2 separate regions of the Zea mays genome follow, and region 2 is linked to region 1. The links are chromatin contacts, called in public Hi-C maps. All regions are on one chromosome and are shown on one strand. Each heading gives the region's core, a stretch centred on a gene start, on an enhancer-like site or on the middle of the called end of the contact. The rest is flanking DNA. Distances are from core to core; before and after follow the strand shown. Region 1 holds the start of LOC100216810 (P-loop containing nucleoside triphosphate hydrolase superfamily protein). Region 2 holds the start of LOC100282909 (nudix type motif 22).

Evidence for each region. A called contact is a pair of places that touch in the nucleus more often than the background predicts.
Region 2: a Hi-C map of leaf shows a contact between it and region 1, with 4 times the contacts expected there. The contact joins the promoter of LOC100282909 here to the promoter of LOC100216810 in region 1. A contact is called at or near these places in 5 of 25 Hi-C or Micro-C datasets (ear, leaf and tassel).

What each region holds. Positions count from the first base shown.
Region 1 is chr6:40,848,561-40,854,575 of Zm-B73-REFERENCE-NAM-5.0, reverse strand. It overlaps LOC100216810 (P-loop containing nucleoside triphosphate hydrolase superfamily protein), which reads left to right and starts at 3,871. Exons shown (of 21, transcript NM_001359502.1): 1 at 3,871-4,161; 2 at 4,244-4,329; 3 at 4,675-4,752; 4 at 4,859-4,990; 5 at 5,313-5,363; 6 at 5,462-5,602; 7 at 5,684-5,806; 8 at 5,908-5,985. The coding sequence starts at 4,080.
Region 2 is chr6:41,031,213-41,036,504 of Zm-B73-REFERENCE-NAM-5.0, reverse strand. LOC100282909 (nudix type motif 22) reads left to right here and starts at 3,436. Exons shown (of 10, transcript NM_001155815.2): 1 at 3,436-3,611; 2 at 4,195-4,269; 3 at 4,352-4,408; 4 at 4,654-4,742; 5 at 4,871-4,929; 6 at 5,223-5,292. The coding sequence starts at 3,534.

The sequences.
Region 1 (6,015 bases), core at 2,622-5,121:
GAGAAATGCGTCACCTGCCCCAGGGCTTCCAGCACCGCGTCGCAGACGACGTCTGGTTCAGGCCGCCACCCGCATCTAGTGGGGTCGGCCAGAACCTGGCTGCAGCAGCGATGCTTCTCCGCGCGATGCCGGAGCCATCAACCACCGAGGGCCGGCGAATCCAGGGGGAGCTCAAGAATCTCCTGGAAAGCGCCACGGTCCGACGGGCCGAGAGCTCTGCCTCCCGAAGGTAGGGATACCCCTCGGAACCTCATGCCGCGACTTCCCGATTCATGCGGGAAGCCTCGGTCTACACCGGGCGCACGCGCAACACCGCGCCTGCGGCCCCGGGCCGCCTCGGCAACGAGCACCATCATCGCGACCGTCGAGCCCACCTCGACGAGAGGGTGCGCCGAGGCTACCACCCCAGGCGTGGGGGACGCTACGACAGCGGGGAGGATCGAAGTCCCTCGCCCGAGCCGCCCGGTCCGCAGGCCTTCAGCCGGGCCATTCGACGGGCACCGTTCCCGACCCGGTTCCGACCCCCGACTACTATCGCAAAGTACTCGTGGGAGACGAGACCGGAACTGTGGCTCACGGACTACCGTCTGGCCTGCCAACTGGGTGGAACGGACGACGACAACCTCATCATCCGCAACCTCCCCCTGTTCCTCTCCGACACCGCTCGCGCCTGGTTGGAGCACCTGCCTTCGGGGCAGATCTCCAACTGGGATGACCTAGTCCAAGCTTTCGCCCGCAATTTCCAGGGCACGTACATGCGCCCCGGGAATTCCTGGGATCTCCGAAGCTGCCGACAGCAGCGGGGAGAGTCTCTCCGAGATTACATCCGGCGATTCTCGAAGCAGCGCACCGAGCTGCCCAACATCACCGACTCGGATGTCATCGACGCGTTCCTCGCCGGCACCACCTGCCGCGACCTGGTGAGCAAGTTGGGTCGCAAGACCCCCACCAGGGCGAGCGAGCTGATGGACATCGCCACCAAGTTCGCCTCCGGCCAGGAGGCGGTCGAGGCTATCTTCCGAAAGGACAAGCAGCCCCAGGGCCGCCCATCGGAAGATGCTCCCGAGGCGTCTACTCAGCGCGGCGCCAAGAAGAAAGGCAAGAAGAAGTCGCAAGCGAAACGCGACGCCGTCGACGCGGACCTTGTCGTCGCCGCCGAGTACAAGAACCCTCGGAAACCCCCCGGAGGTGCTAACCTCTTCGACAAGATGCTCAAGGAGCCGTGCCCCTATCATCAGGGGCCCGTCAAGCACACCCTTGAGGAGTGTGTCATGCTTCGGCGCCACTTCCACAGGGCCGGGCCACCCGCGGAGGGTGGCAGGGCCTGCGACGACGACAAGATGGGCCTTTTAAGTCCTTGATGGAGGCCTACTGCGATGAGGTTCGGCGCTTGGAAGACAAGTTCTACGGGCTCGAGCTGAACCATATCGCTCGGCGCTACAACGAGACTGCAGACGAGCTGGCTAAAATAGCCTCGGGGCGAACAACTGTTCCCCCGGACGTCTTCTCCCGGGATCTGCACCAACCTTCCGTCAAGATCGATGACACGCCCGAGCCTGAGGCGCCCTCGGCCCAGTCCGAGGTACCCTCGACCCCGCCCGAGGTATCCTCGGCACAGCCCGAGGCACCCTCAACTCGGCCCGAGGCGCCCTCGGTTCAGCCTGAGGTACCCTCGGCCCCCGAGGGTGAGGCACTGCGCATCGAGGAGGAGCGAAGCGGGGCCACGCCTGATCGAAACTGGCAGACCCCGTACCTGCAATATCTCCACCAAGGAGAGCTACCCCTCGACCGAGCCGAGGCTCGGCGGGTGGCGCGGCGCGCCAAGTCGTTCGTCTTGCTGGGCGATGAGAAGGAGCTCTACCACCGCAGCCCCTCGGGCATCCTCCAGCGATGCATCTCCGTCACCGAGGGTCAGGAACTCCTGCGAGAGATACACTCGGGGGCTTGCGGCCATCACGCAGCGCCTCGAGCCCTTGTCGGGAATGCTTTCCGACAAGGCTTCTACTGGCCAACGGCGGTGGCTGACGCCACTAGAATTGTCCGCACCTGCGAAGGGTGTCAATTCTATGCGAAGCAGACCCACCTGCCCGCTCAGGCTCTGCAGACGATACCCATCACCTGGCCCTTTGCTGTGTGGGGTCTCGACCTCGTCGGCCCTTTGCAGAAGGCGCCCGGGGGCTACACGCACCTGCTGGTCGCCATCGACAAATTCTCCAAGTGGATCGAGGTCCGACCTCTGAACAGCATCAGGTCCGAGCAGGCGGTGGCGTTCTTCACCAACATCATCCATCGCTTCGGGGTCCCGAACTCCATCATCACCGACAACGGCACCCAGTTCACCGGCAGAAAGTTCTTGGACTTCTGCGAGGATCACCACATCCGGGTGGACTGGGCCGCCGTGGCTCATCCCATGTCAAATGGGCAAGTAGAGCTCTTAGAGAATATTCTGGGCTGGGGCACGCGGCGACACTCACTCGTCGGCCCAAGGGACCCCCGGTCTCGAAACGCCGACAAGATTATTGTGCAATAGCCAGAGACATCTATATGGTTCTATATGTCCATGAATTGTGTGTTTAATGCGTGTGGCTCACAGAAAATAAAATGGCATAGGTTCAGTGGAAGATGTTGTGGGTCTTTAAAATCGGCAATCATACCGTGTGTTTATATGGAGTCAGTGTCTTGAGTTATAAGTCGTCAAGATTGTTACATCATGTATAGACCGTGAGGAGCCACCAAGCCCAATAAAACAGGAAACCGTAAACATATAGTAACACCCCGTTAGCTGAACGAGGACGAGCTACAGAGTGCTCTATAAAAACAGGGATTGAGTTCTTTTTCAACTCATATCTTTCTCGGTCTTATGGCTAAAATAAAGTGTAGTATTTATTCGTATCAATTTAATATCTGGTGTATAGACAATATTCTCACTTTGATATTAAATTTATCTATTATTGGTATTTTTTGGAAGGATTTATATGACTGGTTTACTTCGCTCAACCATTGATTGTATTACGGGTATAGCCTCGTCGTTTCCAACCAATATCATGAAATATGATTATGTACCGTCACAACGCACATGTGTTAGGGGGTGTTTGGTTAGAGGGACTAAAGATTAGTCTCTAGTTTTTAGTCTCATTTAGTCCCTTTTTTGCCAAACACTAGGACTAAAATATAGACTAAAATGATTTAGTCTTTAGTCCTTCACATATGTGCTAAAAGGGACTAAACCATATTAATTCCACATTTACCCCTTATTTAGTTCAATTGTACTAATAGCAGGAGAATGTTAAAGGCAACTTTAGTCTTCTTATGAGTCATTTAATATATTCTTACTATTTTTAGCCCCTACAACTAAACATGTTAGGGACTAAACTTTAGTCCCCTAACTAAACTTTAGGCCCAAACAATTTTATGTTCATGTTGATTTTAGACGGTTTTTTACCAAAACGATTTTTATAGAAACGGACTGAAAAGCTAGGACGTTTAGCAGTCCGCAACAATTTTTTGTGGCCAGAAGCTGAACAAAGCCCAAACAAGCAGGGCCATAATTCGCCCATCCAAAATATTTTTAGAAAAATATTGGAAGCTGTTGGAGTGATACCATTTTATTTAGGATTTAAAGTTTTAGGGAACTCCTAATTTTTAGGTACTAGGAGAAATATTTTTGAAAAATGCATTACTAGGAGAAAAAAAAGCTTTGCCGGCTGCGCACTAGACGCGAACTTCTAGCCTAGCCTGGAGCCGAACTCCTCTCCTAACCGATTTCGGGACGTCGGATTGTGATCTGACGGCCGCGTGCTTTATAAAATAATATTGTGATCTCCTGGGAGAAAGAAGCCCTAACCCACCTCCTCGTCCTCCCGCCGCCGGCGCTTTCCGATTTTGTGCACTCCAACCTTCACGTGTCTCCGCCGCCCGTCCAAAGCAGGAAGGAGCTCCGCCCCGGACCGATCGAGAAGCGAGCGACAAATAAGGGTTCCTCGGGCCGCCGACTGACCACCTGACGCCTCCAGCTCTATCATCGTCCCTCCAACGACCCGCGCAGCAAAGCAGCCGGTCCTCCCGCCGCCGCCGCCGACATGGGCGGGGGCCGCGCGCAGGTGAACAAGGCCCACAAGAGCCGCTTCGCGTCCAAGGCTTCCCGCCACACGCACAAGATCGGTGTGTACAGCCTCTCTCGTCGCCGTTTCCTCTCCACCTTCCGCGGCTCATGTCTCATCTCACTGTCTGCGTCTCCTTCCAGACAAGGTCAGGAGCGGGAAGTCAGAAACCAGCCACCGCGCCGCTGTAAAGGGGGCCCGCGCCGCCCGCATCCAGCAGAGCAAGGCGGTCAGTCTCCAATGCGCACCGTGCACACCTTTTTGTCAATTTTTTTTTGGTTCTGTATGTAGCAGAGGTTATTGGAGGTCGCCAATTCTGTGGTTCGTGCGATTGTTTTTAGTTCGTAAGATGATTAGTCTGAGGTGTGCTGCAACATAAACTGCATGTTGCATAGGATAGGATTGGTCTGCTCTTAGATTGGGCGGGGTGTTTTTAGCTTGCTTTGAGCTTACTCTACAGTTATTGGGAGGTTGCAGCTTTTGGGGAGGGTGCCATGCAACTTATAGTGCGGTTTTCTCATCCGATCATCTAGTTTTTAACCTGCCGTGTGAAACATCTTCCTGTGGGGTGCAGATCCGTGATAAAAAACGTGCTGCTTTGCTGAAGGAGAAGCGCTCGTCAACTGGACCTTCAAGCGCACCGCGCGTCATTGTTAGTATTCTTAGCTTTTGCTTCTGGATCCTACCTGATTACTCGTTGTTTGTTGTGATCATACAATTGGTATTTTCTTAAGTCGATTTACAACTATTTATTGCAGGTTCTCGTTGGCCTTTCTTCATCAGCAAATGTCGGATCACTTGCCAAGGATCTTTTGGCATTTGCAGAAGGAGATGATCGGAAACTGAAATTATCTACCATTGCTTCTCCTACTTATAAGCTTCGAACCACAGTAAGTTCAAAATGAATATTGTTCTGATGTTATGAGTGCAACCATTACCACCATTAGTTCAAAATGAGGCTAGTGTTGGCTGTTGAGATTTTTTGGTGTCATAATGCCTCGTTGCATATGTATTCATCACTATATGTTTGTCTACTACTGACCCTTCTCAGTACATGTTTAAAGCTGGGTTATACATTGTACTCTATGTCTCTATGGCACGTTCTAGTCATTTCATTATTCATAACATTTTGTTGAATATTTGTTTCCAATTATTCAATCTAGACAGTCAATTTCACGTATAGGATTTTCATATTTTATAATATTTGTGAAGGTACTGCAAGCACCATATGGTGATCTTACCACATGCATGGAACTGGCGAAGGTATGCATTTCCAACCAAACTCAGTTTGTTGTGGTTTATTGTCTTCTATAGTTTCTTAGCACTAACTTGGAACCTGCAAATGTTCCTGTCCTACATAGGTTGCTGATTTGTTAGCGTTCGTACTGCCAGCCAATTCATTCTACAGTGGTGATTTGAATAGCCCAATTGATGAGTTTGGATCTCAATGCCTGTCTGTATTTAGGGCCATGGGCTTACCTAGTACAGCTGTTTTTATTCGTGTAAGTTCCAGTCATTAGCCTTTCTCATTAACATATTGTTCTATGATTTCTGGTGATTTACCTGTTTAGTTACATAATCAGGATCTTCCAGCGGATAATAAAAGTAGGCAGGAATTGAAGAAAGCAGCAACTTCTTTCCTTTCTGCAGAGCTGCCTGAGGACTGCAAGTTTTACTTGGCAGACACAAAGGATGATTTGCATAAGGTTAGTATTCGTTTGAATATTGAATATGAGATCATTTGGTTACCTTCACGTTTGTTCTTTTGAGAACTCTGTTTTGATTTTGTATTCTTCAAATTGTCCAGTTCATGTGGCTTTTCAAGGAGCAGCATCTTTCCTCGCCACATTGGAGAAACCAGAGATCTTATGTTATGTCTGAGCAGGTTTTATTACTTGCTATGCTACATTGTTGC
Region 2 (5,292 bases), core at 2,187-4,686, 180 kb before region 1:
CAGAAATAAGTCCAAAACCCTTTAAGCAACATAAATAAAAATTTGAGGAAAACAAGTCATATATTTAAATAAACTGTTACAATAAATTAGACAACACAAACAAAATTTTGAGGGAAACTACTTTTTATTCCTCGATCTGCCTCGTTAAAAACCTTACACCCCAATGTGGGGCTCCCTCTGTAAGAAAAAGAGTATAGATCGGAAAAAGTTTTAATGTCCACAGTCCATATTACAATAATAGTCCATATTACAATAACAGTCCACATTAATAGAATGAACTAGATAAAAGAAACACTAATCATGACTGAAATCAGCAAAAGCTTGTTCAACCTCAGGATCTTCAAGTTGATGTTGTTTTCTATCGTCAGCTCTTTTCCAATCCTTAAGGCAGGTGATGGCCTCCACTGTCTCATGTGCAAGAGAGGACCTCCTTTCTTCAATAATTCTACCAACTGTGCTAAATGTTGCTTCAGAGGAAACCATAGAAACAGGAACAAGAATAATATCTCTAGCAAAATGAGATAATACTGGAAAACTGTACTTGTGTTCCCTCCACCATTCAAGTAATTTTACCTTATCACCCTTCAAGGTGCGATCAGTCGCTGCAAAGTTAGTAGATAGATAATGATTCAATTCAGCATTAGGATTCCACCTTTGATTTGTTGTAGAGTTAGAAGATTCTTTCCCCTTAGATCTCTTCCATAAGTGGGCTGTCAAAGAACTATCTGAATGTTCTATGTCATGTTCACCCATTGTTCCTGTAACATTACTTTCACCATATTTGTTATAGTAAAAGCCAAAAACACGAAATAATTCATCTTTCACATGATTAAAAGCATCCGAATAGTCCATATCTAGCAAGTCGCCAATTCTTTCTAAAGCAGTTTGTAACCCATCAAGTTTTTTTTCTAGGATCCAAAATAGTTGCAAAGCAATATATATGGGATATGTTATCAAAGTGTTTTAGAAATTTTAACTCCATTGGAGCAACAACAGTGCAAAGAAGGGAATCAGATCTGTGCTTAGCAAATGACTCGACAATTAACCAAATGTAATCAATGACTAAGCATGATGTAGGATAGTAAACACCTGATAGAACATTTGTGGCTACATAAAAGGGCATCAAAAACTCTCTAAAATGTTTAACCATATACCAATCAGCTTCAGTTAGCACCAAATCAAGATCAAGAGCATTAGCATTCACAAAAATAGTTATAATTTTCTCATAACCTTGTAGTTTCTTAAGCATAAGATAGGTCGAATTCCATCTTATCTTCATATCAAGGCCAAATTTCATTTGTTTCATATTATTTGCCTTGCAATACTCACCGAATTTTGTAATCATTTGAGGGGTACTTGTTATGAAACGAACAGCAGCACGGACATTATCCAAATATTTGCTAACTACTGTTATGCCATCCTGAACAACCAAATTAATAATGTGGCACACACATCTTTGGTAGACAATATAACCATCTATGTATGAATGCAGGTGAGGGGATAGGGATTCAATTGTATTTGTATTTGAGGAAGCATTATCAAGAGTAATAGACAGAATCTTATTACTTATATCAAAATCATTAACCACCTCAAGAATATGCTTAGCAATTGCAGAACCAGTATGTGAATCATTCATCACTCTAAAACCTATAACACGCTTATGAAGACAATATGAATTATCCAAATAGTGTGCAACAACAGAAATGTGGCTAGTTTTTTGATGTGATGAAGTCCAAATATCTGAAGTTAAAGCAAATGAAAACTGAACTTTTTTAAAATTATCTTTAAGGGCAGCAAGATGTTTGCGATACTGCAACATTAAATCAGATTTTATAGTAGTTCTACTGATATATAGGTTGGTATTGTGGACAGAAAGCACGTTGAATCAGATTCTTAAAATTAGGGCTTTCACCCATCATAATAGGTAAATCTTCAGAAACAATGTATTTAATAATTTCTTCATGTGCTACTTGTGGATTGTAAACCCATGTACTTACAGTGCCATCCACAGCGAAGTTAAGTTGAGTTTGCACACCTGCACCAAGAGTTTGCCCTACCTTCTTCAAACAAGCTCTAAAATGTCGATTCAGATGTCCAGTGCCACCAGCAGAATCTGCACTCAACTCAGTTTTACAATAATGACATACAACAATATAACTTTTTATACCATTTTCAACAATCTCCCGCTTATCCATATGTTTCCAGCACTCTGCCCTGGAAACAGATGGTTTAGCAGCACTTTGCACTAGCACATCAGCTGGTAAGGAAGAACTTTCACTACAAACAGGTACACCTCCACCCCCATCTGCTGGTAAGGAAGAACTACCACTACAAACAGGTACACCTCCAGCACCATGTACTGGTAATGAGGCATTATCTATTGCACTACCATCATCAGATCTACCTTCCAAGGTTGGGGCGAGTGCGCAAGGACTGCTGGAACCATCTATCGTCCTACTAGCATAAGGTTTTCTAGTAGCTGTCCTCTTCCTCCCCATTGTAATTTGTAAGGTCAGACGCTCATGAACTAAGTAATCAGATTCAGTGGGGAATGAATCAAAACAACCGTATATAAAGAGCTCGACCTCCCAGGGCGGGGGGGCATGAATCATAGCCACAGATGTGAACGGACCAAGGAATTAACAATAATCTGACGAAGAGGATGTGAACAAACCTTGCTGGAGCTGTGAGTGGGCTGTGGGCCGGTTGAACTCGCGGTCGCGGTCGCATGGCACATCGTTTCCTGGGATCTGGGCATCCGACGGTCGCGGCTGGACTGTCGAGGAAGAGGAGGACGAGGGAAGGAGCGGCAGCGGCTGGCGGTGTTCCTAGTCGCAGAAGGGACCGAGGAGTTGCTCAGCCGAGGAACCGAGGAGGAGGAGGGAAGGAGCGACGGCGGGCTTGGCCGCTTGCGAATGCAGACTGGCGGAGTGGCGGACTGGCGGTGGCGTTCCTAGTCGCGGAAGAGAAGCCAAGGAGTCGCCGCCACAGGAAACGATGCGCTGAGAACCTAACCCTAAAGGCCTAAACCGAGACCGCCACCACAGGAACGAACGGCTGGGGCTGGAAATATATCGCGCGACACGAGACCGTCGTTCCCTAACCCTAACTCGTGCCGGGCTAGCCCGAGCACGGCCCATGATGCCGTGCCGGGCTATTTGGACCATCGGGCCACCAACCGGAGCACGGCCCAGCCCGTCTAACGTGTCGTGCTGGCTCGGTTTTTTCTATTTTGTACTGGGCCAGGCTGCATGCTATCTATTTCGTGTCAGGCTCGTACTAGTTCAGCGAGCACGACCCAAACTTGACTAGAAACCAACGGATGGAGCGTTTACAAACCTGCGGATATACTCACGATCACATAATTATACACATACATTTATTACGTGTACATGTGTTGGCACGTATACCAAGAAAGCCACGGTACAAACTATCACTCAAACCCGTAGGTTTTTATCCACGTGCCGCCGCACCGGCCAACCCCGCGCCCCTCGACCGTCTCCGTCGCCGCGCCACCCGCACCGGGACCCAGTATGGCCGCCTCCGGCGCATATCCGGGCACGGCGTTCAAGATACTCCTCTCCTGCCCCGACGGCCTCCCTCGCTCCCGCGTGCGTGTACCCTAAACTCTTCCCCCTCTTCCTCCTCCCCCTCGCCTCCGTCCCCATCCCGATTGCATGGTCCATTTGGTTGCACGGAACGGCGTCTCCTCCATCGGTCCGACCACCGCGCGGGCGGCAACACCGACTTTTGCATCGGTTTCCCCAGATCCTGGATGACAAGCTTAGCCCCAAGTGTTTGGATGTGCTGCTGCTGCCATCAACTGCCGTGATGTATTTCTTTAGCTCGTTCAGGAGTGTGTGGGGTGCTAATAACTGATGTTATATTTCTGTAGCGCGGCCAGAAACAGTACAACAGGCGCTCGTATATTAGGCCTGTGGGAGCTGTCTGGCCAGGCAAATTTGTCAGGTCTTGATCTAAATAGGCCCTCAAATATTATGAAGTACGGATCTTGTCATGCTAACTCTTGTGTTACCAATCCTTATAAAATTTCCTATACTAAAAAAAGTGAAGACTTAGGACAAATCTAGATGGACTTTTTTTTTCTTTGAATGGAGGAAGTACCAAGTGTGTTTTACACTCTTGCTTTACAACACAGCAACATTCTGATTGAGCTCATGTTATGAACTGAAGGTTTCGGTGAAGTTTGGTCGGTCATTCGACAGGATTCCCCATCCTGATGCAGCCTTGGAGGAATCTATAAGTGAGGTAATGTTGCCTACCAATATCATACGTCTATCTGACATATGCATGTGTCCATTGCCATTCTTCATGTTTGTTGACCTTTTAGGTGTGGGACCAAAGCCTTCAGCGGAACCCATATCTATACAGCGGTACAAAGTTTCGGGTATGTATTTTTAGCTCTACCTTGGTATGCTCGTTTTTTTCTGCTCCGTTGATACTTGAAGTCCTGAAGATGCTACAATTTACTGGTAAACACGTATTTAACTAAAGAAAACTGGAAGCTTCTTGCATGTTAAGTGATTTGGTGCATGCTTTATAGAAAGACAATCTCTCTGTATATGTATCTGTTCTACTGCATTCACCAGCAGGTAGTAGAATGTAAATACTGACAACAATCAAGAATTTCAGTATGGAGGAAATGCCTTGCACTACAAAGATGACTCAGATCATGATCTTGAGTACTGTGTCTCACTTCATTTGGGTCTCACAGACTACAGGTTGGTTTGACCATTTGTGTTCATTTCCAACAGACATTTAAACCAAAATTTTGGCAGCCTATAAGTTTCTTTGCGATATTTTGACTTAACACCTTGAATTAACAATCGTTTCTACTTGCACGAAATAGGACATTTGTGGGAACAAATCTCAATCCATTGTGGGAATTTTTTTTGGTTCCATCTGAAGGTAATTTGTAATCTTATAGCTTAGTTACAGTTGGTTGTGTGTATCAGAGCCTTTTTTTTTTATCTAATCTAAACTTTGTAGTCCTCTAGTTTCTTCCATTGCTTTAGCTTTCAGAAATTTAAATTGTTGATAAGTATATTCACGTCCATCTGTTTCGCCTTCCATTTTCTAGTAAGTTTGCTCTGGTACAGTGACTGTCTTAGTATTTTGTGCGCTAAGACAACATTATGTCAATCTTTGTAAAGAACTGTAAGAATGATCAGCCTTGACCAACACAATTCCTCTTTTGATAGATGATTCTGTACATTGCCAACACTTGTCAGATGCACTGGGAAATGGTGCTATAGTTGAAACATCTGACAA